Linked DNA regions of Mus musculus: region 1 is linked to region 2. A link is a contact called in public HiChIP or PLAC-seq data. All regions are on one chromosome and are shown on one strand. The core of a region is the stretch at or near the end of the contact, and the rest is flanking DNA. Distances in the headings are between cores, read along the strand shown.

Region 1 (5,620 bases), core at 2,447-4,946, 120 kb after region 2:
ATTCGTTTCTTGACCATTTCAACCTCTCCATATATTTGGGAATATATCTGTTTAATAAAAGTTCTCAGTAGCTCAGTTTGGCTGTCTGGTGATATTTATAGCAGCAGACCCAAACTTGTCTAAACTTTTTGTTTTTAATTGTGCTTCCAAGAAGCACAATCATGGATCATGGTTGTTAAGGCACAAAGCTGCGCTGTACAGATAGCAGTGGAAGGGGCTTGTTTCCTTTGGTGCCTCCAGCGATGAGAGGAAGAGGGAGATAGCGATCTATGACCATGGTGTTCTTCAGCTAGCATGTGAAGAATGTTAACACTTTTGTCAATGTCAGTTGATTAATGGACCAACCCCTTTTGGTTGATATACTTAAAAATGTGCAGGTGTTGCGGTGTGGGAATGTGCTTTGTTTTGGGTTGGGAGAGAAGCAGCTCAGAGGAGGATTTGTTTTGGTTTTTTTTTTTTTTTTCAACTGCATACCTGAAGGTATGTGAAAAAAAATTAAAAAATAAAAAGGAACCAAACCATGTGCCTTTATGATGAGATCAGTTTCGTCAGAGTCTTTTACAGAGGGTGACCATCTCCTGGTTGTTATAGCTGGGGACAGTAGGCCTAAACCACAGTGGGCACCTCTTTAAAATGAAGCCCTCTCCCACCAGTGTTCAGGATAATGCACACACTCTAATGTGGACAAGCAAAGGAAAGAATGCAACTTTTTCTTTCTAGTAAAAGCTGGTAGTTGGGCTGGTGAGATGGCTCAGTGGATAAAGACATTTATTGTCTAGTCTGATGACCAACTGTACTCATTGGATTTGTTAATCTTAATGTACTGAAAACAATGGCAGTTCCAATTCAAGGATATCCCCATACTGTTTCCATCACTAGTGCCATGCCTATCAAACCAAATGGAGGGTGGTGGTCATGAATCAACTGAGAAACATGGCCAGCTGGGCTGAGGTCTTATGTATTATTGATTCATTTCCTCTTCTTTCTCTTCCTTTGTGATTTCCTCTTGCCTTTTCATGTTGGCTGCATACATTCCTGTTGAATAAGTGCCAATAATATGGTAAAACTCACTCAAAGGAAAGCGTGTCTTCCAGACACAATAGAATTGTCATATGTGTATGACACACACATAAATATGAAAACACAGAGATTGTGGCAGCATGCACACGGTCTGCACAGGTTTCAGCCAGATGGAGTCCCACTGCTGAGTAGGGAAGGGGATACTGACTCCCATTCATAACCAAGGAGATATTCCACTGACGTCTATTTGCAAAGGAAAACTTACTTTTTTTCCAATAGAGTCTCACTGTAGATATTAACCACACTTAAGAGTGGGTGCTATGTCCAGCATCTGATGAGCAACACAAAAGAAACTCAATGGTAGAGGGTTTTTGTTGTTGTTGTTGTTTTTGTTTGATTGTTTGTTTTGGTTTTTTTTTGTCTCATATTTTTTGATTTGGACAAGTCTCACTAATCTTTTTTTTTTTTTTAAATGTTATGGCTTCCAGTTTTGTGTTTCTATATCTTTTGTTGTGTGTGTTTCTTGTGTGTTGTTTTTTCCATTTTTACTATTCTAGTTTGGTTTTTATTTTACTTTCTGCTTTTTTAAAGAGTGAGAGAAAGGAAGGGCATTGAGTTGGATGGGTGGGGAAATTGGAAGGATCTGAGAGACGTTGGGGGAGGGGAAACTGTGGCCAGAATATATTGTCTGACTAGCTCCTTTGACGAAATGATGTTGCAGCTCTCTTGTCAGAGTCATTAGGTCAAAGGCTTGTAGTTAGGACAAGTGACATACTTTTTTTTTTTAATAAAGGAGGAAGAATCATAACTGCAGTACATAGTAGGTGTGATATATATGTGTGTTCACTTGTGTGTGTGGGGGGCACATGCATGTGTGAATACTTGGGCATGAGTTGTATATGTATGTGTGCCTGCATGTAAATGTAAGTGTGTGGTGCCTAAAATCATACAGATTTTTTTAGTAGGATACCACACATCAACAACTCATTTTTAGAATGATGTTGACACTATTCTATCTTTCCCAGAAAATTAAGGTTTTTTAATCTGATACACTTGGCAGCATGGTGAACTCTGCTTGCCAATAGTAACATCGAGGTATTCAAGGTCTTATAGCTAGTGAGTGCAAAGCCAAAAACTCTAAAAGAAGTCCGTCTTTCTTGAAAGATACCCTCATAATAACCACACTCTGCATACCCTAAGTTGGTCAGCAACCCCTTGTAACATAGCAAGTACACGCACACATGTGAGCAATATACTTTTCCCTCTGAAAAATATCAAAGAGTAATTTCTGGGGATATCTCCAAACCTATGCTGTCTTATAAGCAACTAAGTCCCATGCAACTATGTAAACTAATTTATCAAAACTAAGTAGCATTGAAAGTCACATGTCCAGTGGCTGAACTGATGAGTGGCTATGCATATTAAACAACTCAGATAGAGAACATTTCTGCTATTGCAGAATGTTCTGTGGGGATGTGCAATGCTTCAGCTTCCAGCCGATATTCTACACAAGGCTGGTGAGATCTCAAGCAGTATGCTCACTCAGTTCAGATTCCACTATTTAAATATAACACCTTCTTCCTTAAGCCATATCTGCTTTAGCTCAGATACAGTAGGGACTAACCCCACATACTTTCATTGACTTAGCATTTTTCTGGAGTATCTATTATTTGATTGGCATTCTGCAGAAGGATCAGGATAATAAATTCAGAGCTTTCCATATGAGTAGATCATAGACAAATGCTAGAGATACAGAAAGTGATAATATCTTTAGCATGCAGAAAGGGTAGCAACACAAGCCATTGCTGTGGGAGTAGGAGTGTCAAGAAATAGTGGCCAGTGCTACCATGCTGTTTCACCTGGTTAGTACTCTATTCTGAATAGTCCAACTGAACCAATCTGTAAGAAATTACCCCATGGGAGTTCCCCTGACAGTTGGCAATTTAGTTGCTGTCCTTGGACTTAACTCTTCTCTTTTACCCCTCCCCACTTTACAGTGTAAGATACCTTCTTGTAATCTGCCCCAGAGACGTGGAAAGTCAAATACAGACTTAGATTGGACTAGCCTCCCACTTGTCCCCAATAAATCATTTGAAATTAAGAGCACTTCCATTTGGAGTGGAGTAACGTGGGAATGCTGGAGGGCAAATGCCAGGCTGCATGGGGAAATGGAAGCCCTGGCCTACAGGCAAGGATGGAGTGTCACACTGTTCTGCATTAAGATGCCACTTTTGTTAGGAGGAGATTAAGCAATCTTTAGCCAGAGTCTACGTGTGTTGGCTTGTGGCTTTAAATAAATAATTTCTAGCTCAACATTTTCAGTCTCTCTTGTCTAGTTAGAGTTGCAAAGGGGAAAATCAAATGGCAGTGTTGTACCATCGAATTACCCCAAGGAATGATCTTAATATTTGACTTGCAAACTCTGATTAATACTGCATAGGTAATGCTTTTTATAGAAGGCACGGGTAGTGATCCACATGTTGTTTGGGGAAAGTGGAAGACAATTACACAGACAAGGAATCTGGAGTTCATCCTAGGGAATCGAAGAGCTGCACAGTGGATACCTGAGCATTCTCAAAGCCTTCTCTTGGGAGGAGGGAGCCACCAGCAGCATGGAGAAGAAGAATGATACCATTGTTTGGGGAAGGCTGTCAGGTGGGAGTATTTCCTCCATCACATCATGGTGTCTGCTTAGACTCAGGCACCAACTCTGAGGCTCATTTGCATATAAAGCATCTGGAATAAGCAAAACTAATTTGAATCTTCTTTTATAAAATGTTAGCTGGATTAAAGGATCAGGTAGCTGGTTCCTTTACAAGATTCACTGGAGGGAAGTCAGATAGAGAATGAGATAAAATCATTAGGCTGGTCCCACACTGGAAACAGTTCCCATGTAAATCCCGTCTCTAAAAAGTGTATGGGTGGGGGAGTTGCAGCTCTGTTTCATTCCCTCTAAACTCGGTGAGTTTCACAGCCCTGCACCCTTTAACTGCAGGCACACCTGCAACACTCTTATCTTACCCAAATTTCTTTGTTCTTCTGTTCTTCAGCATTACCACAAGATGTGGGAAGCCCTATAAGATGCCCTACTTTAAACACCTGTCTCTGTCACTGCCACAGTTTCTACTGGAGACCCAGAGGTAGCTTCTTGTACATCCGTATCATGATGTTGAAAAGAACTTCAGGCTGTGATAGCCATGGCATTGTTCATGTATGCAAGAGACAAGTCACTTCCAAGTTAGTCTTCAAAAATTCATAACGAGCTACAAATGCACAGCTGGGAGAAATCACAAGACTCTGTAATGAATTCCAATTCCTTCATTTAAGAGGAAAGGACACTAAAAGCGAAGGAGGTGGAGACTTCTGCAGGCATGAAATTAAAGACTGAGCCCGGCCAAGAATACAAACCTTCTTTTGTCTGGCTCATACTCTGCACTTTAGAATGGCATCTCAGTCCATTTATTTAACTTATTGACTTATTCAACAAGTCAATGCTGAGAAGCCACGAGAATCTCTGCATTCAAGCTCCAAGGGAAGACAAAGATGATGAGTTCACAGTTATTTTTTCCAAAGAGTTTATAACCAAATAAAAGAAATCACAATATGAATAGAAAAACAAGAGAAATAAAAATATGATGGGTGAGTCTGCAGTGATGGCCCAGAAGTGCCCAAGACTCAATGCTGGACTGTCTATAAGCCCAACTCCAAGGGATGCGACACTTCCTTCTAGCCTCTTGGTACCTGTATGCACATGTGCACACTCTGACATAAAACACGACTCATAATGGAAAATAAATCTTTAAAATAATGTTAGTAGCCAGAAGTAGAAGATGGACAGAGCTCTGGGGCTTATAGGACATTTTATAAAAATGAAGTAGGCTCTTAATTAGGATGCTCAGTGATTTTTAAGTACTGTTTGTGCTCATCAGACCATGCCTTTCAGAACTAAATGAATCCACTGGCCTTCCGTGGTAGGTGGTGATGTGTTTTCACCCAAGGCCTTGCTCCAACTGTCTGTACCACTGAAGGATAGTGCATAGAGATTTGGTGATTTTTTCTATTTCTTTCCACCCCTGTCACTGGTTAAATTTCCAAGATCTTCATGACCATTTTGCTAATACCACCCAAGAAGCTGAGTGTCTGAATAAGATTTATTTAATGTTTTTTTTCTGAGAATTTTTATCCTGAGTGGGTATTGGAGTTGGTTAAGTGGTTTTCCTGCTTCTGTTGAGATGATCTGATCAAATGGTTTCATTTTTTATTTTGTTAATATGACGAATTGGTGTTGACTGGTTTTTTTAATGTAAACCCCATAGAAAAGAGTAAGCTTTCCACAGCATTTTTGTTCATCATTTTCTTTTTCTCATGTCTCTTTCTTCCTTCATTGCTTCTTTTCATTTTCCTCCTTTGTTGTCCCGGACTCTCCCACCTAGTGTATGGCTTCTTTGTTACAGGGGTGGCATCTCTATGGAATATTGTCTTCCTTTTTTCCCTTCAGACATTCGGATTGTCATTTTTTTTCTGAGATCTGTTTCCTTCCTTCCTTCCTTCCTTCCTTCCTTCCTTCCTTCCTTCCTTCCTTCCTTCCTTCCTTCCTTCC
Region 2 (5,486 bases), core at 2,947-5,446:
AGAATTTTGCAGAAAAACAGGACATTTCTCCATGGATCCAGAGGAAGTGGTAACTGAGGTATGAGACACTTGTGTCTTCTCATCTTTTGTTTCTCTTTCCTGACGTAGGGCATTCCTTTTGTTGATTAGAAAATGATTCATAATAGCAATATACTTTGTAGACAGTGAACTTGTTAAGTCAGACAATTAAGGAAGATTCTCAGGGCTTCAGAAGAAACAGACAAGCTGCAGGGAAGGAAAACCCACACTCAGCACAGCAAAAGCAGGATGGGAAAAGTTGGACTCAACAAAACAAATTAAAGGTTATGACTGAAGTACGAGGGCCCACATAGGTGTGGGTGTCTCTAATACGAATTGTGTTGAATATACAGGGATGAGGGAAAGTCTTATCTAATATTAGTAAGCTCCAGGTATGGAGGAAATGAGGCCCTGGTGTTGGTGTGAGTTACATTTTGGAAAAGAGTTGTGAAATTTCCTGTGGCTGAACTGTGTGATTGACAGGGCAAGGTCTTCCCAATGCAAGAGGTTATGCTCATTCTGCAAGCGTGGATACTATGTATCATTTTTATAGATAATGCTTTGGACCTAGGTGCCTATTAGGAATCAAGAGTGTGCTAGTGTGAGCTTGCCTTCTGCCTGGTGGCCAAAGAAAAATGGGACACACAGATTTCCATAGAAGTTCTTCTCATATAATTTATATTGTGGGCTGGCTTCATTAATTTCTGTGGATTCCCTAAATTCCTTGCTCATGGTTATAGCCATGTGTGACAAAAAATTGAGCTGATACTGTTACTTAACTACCCTTGAGAGTGTAATGGCCTAAGCATTGAGCTTTCTCTTTCAAAATGTTCAACATCATTCATGAGATGTCCAGCCCTGCCCAGTATGGACACTCAAGATGGACAGATACTTCATTTACAGGATCTGTTCATGACTGAGAGGCCAAAGCAAGTTCAATCCCTTTCTCTAGTGCTTTTCGTTTCTACTACATGGAAGAACATGTCTTTACGCATGTTTGTTAGCGCTTTGAGAAATTCTGTTTACAAACTGCTTTGCAGAGACAAAATACTAAAGGTGAATTGCTTGTTTATGCAGCAAGACTTCATAGGCTCTTAAGAGACATTTTCCCCCATGGGAAAGAAAACAAGGACAAACCAGCTAAATGGTCTACACCCACTGCTCATGGGGATCGTCAGGAAGATTCCTACAGAGGACTCTCATTAGTCCCATGTTAGGGAAATGGCAAGAATATGGGGTCCTACTGGTAGGTGCTCTGTATTAGTATATTATGTTTGTCTGATACATAGGAACTCTGGAAAGAGAAAGACAATGAACAAACTGGGCAAGCCAAATCCATTTCCTTAGAAGTGAAGAGCAATCTTTCTAAAGCACAAGTATTATTCTGCATTCTCTTGCTTAGACTTCCCCAATGTAGCTGATACATACTGCATTCCTCCAAACACAAAATACCCTAGATTTATTGACATGAAAGTTCAAGTCTCTCTCCTTTGTTACTCTGATCTATTTTTCTAGTCTCTTCTTACCTCTCTGCAGTCTCTTTTCTTTAGCCAAAGAGCAATGTCTCTGTGAACTCTATCTACTTTCATACCCTATATTTGTCTGTTCATATCTGCCAAACACCGTAGTCATATGAGAGCCTTACTTTAGCACTCTTCCTGGGCAAACTTTACTCATTAGAAACATTTGCTCTCATCTGTACATCCTTGCTCCTATTTCATAAGCCTTAGTGATGGTTTCTGTTAATCCTAGGGTTTGAGCTCTATAGGGATCTGGCTTCTTCATGGGTATTCCTAGTGGATGGCCTCAAGTCTACAATAGAGACTGCTTGGTAAGTATAAGCTATATGTGGGTGGTTATAGTCATACTGTAGGTAGCACTTCTTGCCTGTGATGGTATTTCAAATGTCTCACTCTTTTATAGCATGTGTGAAATGAAGCTCAGACATTGTTTTCTGTATTGAGATCCACAGAGAATCTCTTAAATGTCATAACTATGATACTATTTTTTTTAATTTTACTGTGTCGATGTCTTTATAAAAAAGAGGTTCATGATACCCTGACCATCTAAAACACACTACTGAATATGGAACAAACTTACATGAATTCTTATAGGATAGTCAGGACTGGAAGGGAGTTTTTCTGTGTTAAAGATAACAAAGTGACATGAGTAGGATCTTTGCCTGACCTGAGTCTCAACTTTCCACCAAGTGTGTGACCTGCAGCAGGTAGCACATATCTAGGCTTCTCTAATTTGATTCATGTGAAAGACAAAGTTGGTGACTATCCTTACCACTGGGACTGAGAGACAAGGGCTGAATCCATTCATATTTAACATTGAAGTGACAACCTGTCCTAATGTCCCAGACAAAGCAGTACAAAGCAATGTCAGTACTCCTTTGAGGAGAAGCACACTACACTTCAAGTCTGTGCTCCCCATTCCCTGGTAGTGTGCTCCTCGGTGAGTTGTTCCTAAGCTAGAGGCCCACTGTTTTGTAAGCCGAAGCTAATTATGCTACCTGCTACTCTCTCCCTACAAGAGATGAGACACTCCACTAGAGATGTTTCATGTAGTATATTGTGAGCAAATTCTCTCTTATTTCTCAAGATTTGTTCTTAGTAGGGGCTAAGTGCTTGGTTAATGATGAAGATGTCTTTGCCTTTAGTTCTTTAGTTCCACTCACAAGTCTAAAAATATAACTTGGTTACTTTTCTCTCTTCAATCTTAACTGGTATGAATTAAGAATTTTTTAAAAAATATCTTTTATGAATTGACTATGGGGTTTAGCAGTACCAAGGGGTTTGAGAGTAGGTGCTAGGTGGGTGAATATGGTCAAAACATTTTATTATGTATTTGTAAAATAGTTAAAAGGTAAGTAAAATACATTCTAAAAAAGTATCTTAGATGTTCTTCTCACCAAGTTTTAGAATAGAAAGATATTATAAACTTTAATTATTTTTATTTACTGGTTGTAAGCTATAGGGTATTTTGCCTGTTCAGCTCCCTTGAGAAACATCTGGCTCTGTCTGGAGACTGTTAAAACTGATAGAACATACTGGTGTCTGACAAGCAGAAACCAGGAATGCTGTTAAGTAAACCCTATCACAAGAAGCATCCATCCCCCCAAGCCGACTGTGATGGGGTTAAGAAACTATTTTAGACTGGAGGAAGATAGAGCCCAAGAGGCTCAGTGACTATGGCTGGAGAATCTTGTGGTCTCACATGTTATAAAGATGATGCTGTGGAGACCGATATCATTTCATGGCACCCAGTTCCATAAAATATTAATAAATGCACATCCTGCTACCATTTGTATGCTCATTACAAACTCCTCTATTGGAATGTTAGTGTATGTGATTTCTGTTTTTCCCCCACACATCACTTTTCAGCCCTTCCTTACCTGCACTCCAAAACACAAATATATACATATATATATATATATATATATATATATATATATGTACACATGCATGCATGCATACACACATATACAAATTTTATCACTGTAAACATAAAACGGAGGGTTTCCACTGCATACGCAAAGGTAAGGACTTTCTTCTGGACACCTATTTCAAACCAGATCATTTCACTACAATTGTTTAAGAGATGTCTGTACAAAGATGCTTCCCTGTGTAGGTCCTGTTGATCTACAACTGGACCTGGATTGAAGTGTTCGCATGTAAGAATTGTGTCTTCATTCCAAGAGGGTTTTAGGGCCAATTGCAGAAATTGTTTATAGAAGGAAGAATGAGACTAGCAGAGGGTGTCTTGGTGAGCAAGCCACACAAATTCACAGGAAACAGTCTTCATCAGTTCTAGTATCTGTGGTTTTCTCGAATTCTTCTCAGATCTTATTCTGGGAAAAAAAAGTTACCAAGTCAATAGTATTAATGGACTTGACTTTTCTCTTTTTTAAAAAACAAAACAAAACAACCCCAGAAAAACCTGAGAGGACCCATTGTCATCACAGGCTGGAAATGGAGAGGAGAGTAGTGCTGAGAAGGAATCTGGTGGGACAGAGGAGGGGTGACAGATGGGCAGCGAAGTGGAAGGAGATGCAGAGGTTTCTGAGACTAAAAAAGCAACTGAAAATAGTGATCTCCTTTAAATATCATTAGTGAAACCACACAGTGATGTCACTTCTGATCACGCTGTGATGTGAGTTGCTGATGTGGAGATAACCAGCTTCCTTTTGCGCATTCACAGGCTGTCTGCAGTGGAAAAGACCTTCAAGTTGACTGTGAGTGGGTGCGACTCATCAAGAAAAATAACCTCACCACCACAACAACACATGATGGGAGAGACCGAAACTTCTTTGGGAGAACATAAGGGGAAAAAAAAAAGAAAAAGTGAAGTCTAAATATTATTAAACACATGAAAGCAGAGTCATTTACTTATTAGGAAGGCGCTCATTCACACACAGGTAGACTTGTGGTCCCTTAGAAGTACGTAAACACAACCCGTCAGTCCACCACAGTCAACATCAGAATTTCTTGGGAAATGCCTCATGAAAGAGTTTTTAAAGAATAATATGACTGTGGATCTGTCAAATAATTTCCCAAAAGCCATGAAAGATGAGTTGCTCTGCTCTGTTATGCATTTCCTTCCCTTGCACGGGCACTCACAGCTTGCCAAATTTAGTCTGAGATCTGAACAGAGAGAAAACATGAACTCTTTCAACTGAAGTTCGGCTTCCTGTTTCTACATGGCCTCTCATACTCTGGGCCATTCTGCAGATCTACCCAGGTGTGTTTCCTGGACACTTGATAAAAATCATTCTCACATCAAAGTTGACCAAAAATGATTGATGATAAGTAGTTAAGGGTTTATAAATGCCAGACTATGGGAGATGATTGTAAAATAAATAGATATAAATAAATAAATAAACAAATAAATGTAAGCCCTCCAGTCTACTTCTATGTTCATTTATTCTTCTGTTTATAGCAGTCTGAGGCTACTCGAGGCTTAAAACAAAATATTGACATACAGATGTCATGTTGGGACATACATGTCCAGGTGACCTATTGTGAGTTGTGGATTACTTCATCCCCTTTCTGTATCTCAGCATCATTTTATCCGAACTGGAGTAGAAGACCTGCTCAAGACCGAAAGTGTCTTCAGACTCTCTTCAGGATTGCTGGGTTGACTGGAGCAGCATCTTATATACCTCAGCCACCCATCTCATAGGCCTCCATATGCATTTGTTAAAGACCACATACTCTGGACCAGCAAGATGGCTCAGTGGGTAACAGAACTTGCTAACAAAGCTGACAGCATGATCTTGATCCCTTCTCCCACCATGTGGTCCACTCTGGTTGTCCACAGTCCTCCATTGTGCATACTGTGGTATGCCTCCACACACAGTAAATAAATGAATAGAGTAAAATGTTTTAAAGAATTAATTTATTCTGTGTCCAACCTTGGAGTTTTTAAAACCTACAAAAATGGAACACAAAAAGCTATGTATT

What was found. HiChIP or PLAC-seq counts read pairs in DNA pulled down with a chosen protein or histone mark.
Region 1: an H3K4me3 HiChIP or PLAC-seq map of the SCID.adh cell line shows a contact between it and region 2, with 10 read pairs. The contact joins two enhancer-like sites. A contact is called at or near these places in 1 of 484 Hi-C or Micro-C datasets (DN3 thymocytes) and 4 of 115 datasets of contacts at active chromatin or transcription factors (CD8 T cells, the SCID.adh cell line, double positive thymocytes and 1 more).

What each region holds. Positions count from the first base shown.
Region 1 is chr17:52,278,420-52,284,039 of GRCm38.p6, forward strand. No RefSeq gene overlaps it. Among named protein-coding and RNA genes, the nearest start is that of Gm41600, 23 kb to the right of the region's middle. Within about 2 kb of position 3,697, at least 9 of the 459 cell types and tissues checked have an H3K27ac peak or open chromatin away from gene starts, as enhancers often do. A contact at or near this core is called in the SCID.adh cell line and double positive thymocytes, where this site is marked.
Region 2 is chr17:52,158,570-52,164,055 of GRCm38.p6, forward strand. It overlaps Gm19585 (predicted gene, 19585), which reads left to right. Exons shown (of 4, transcript NR_155494.1): 2 at 1-58; 3 at 1,771-1,849; 4 at 4,225-4,917. Among named protein-coding and RNA genes, the nearest start is that of Gm19585, 12 kb to the left of the region's middle. Within about 2 kb of position 4,197, at least 81 of the 459 cell types and tissues checked have an H3K27ac peak or open chromatin away from gene starts, as enhancers often do. A contact at or near this core is called in the SCID.adh cell line and double positive thymocytes, where this site is marked.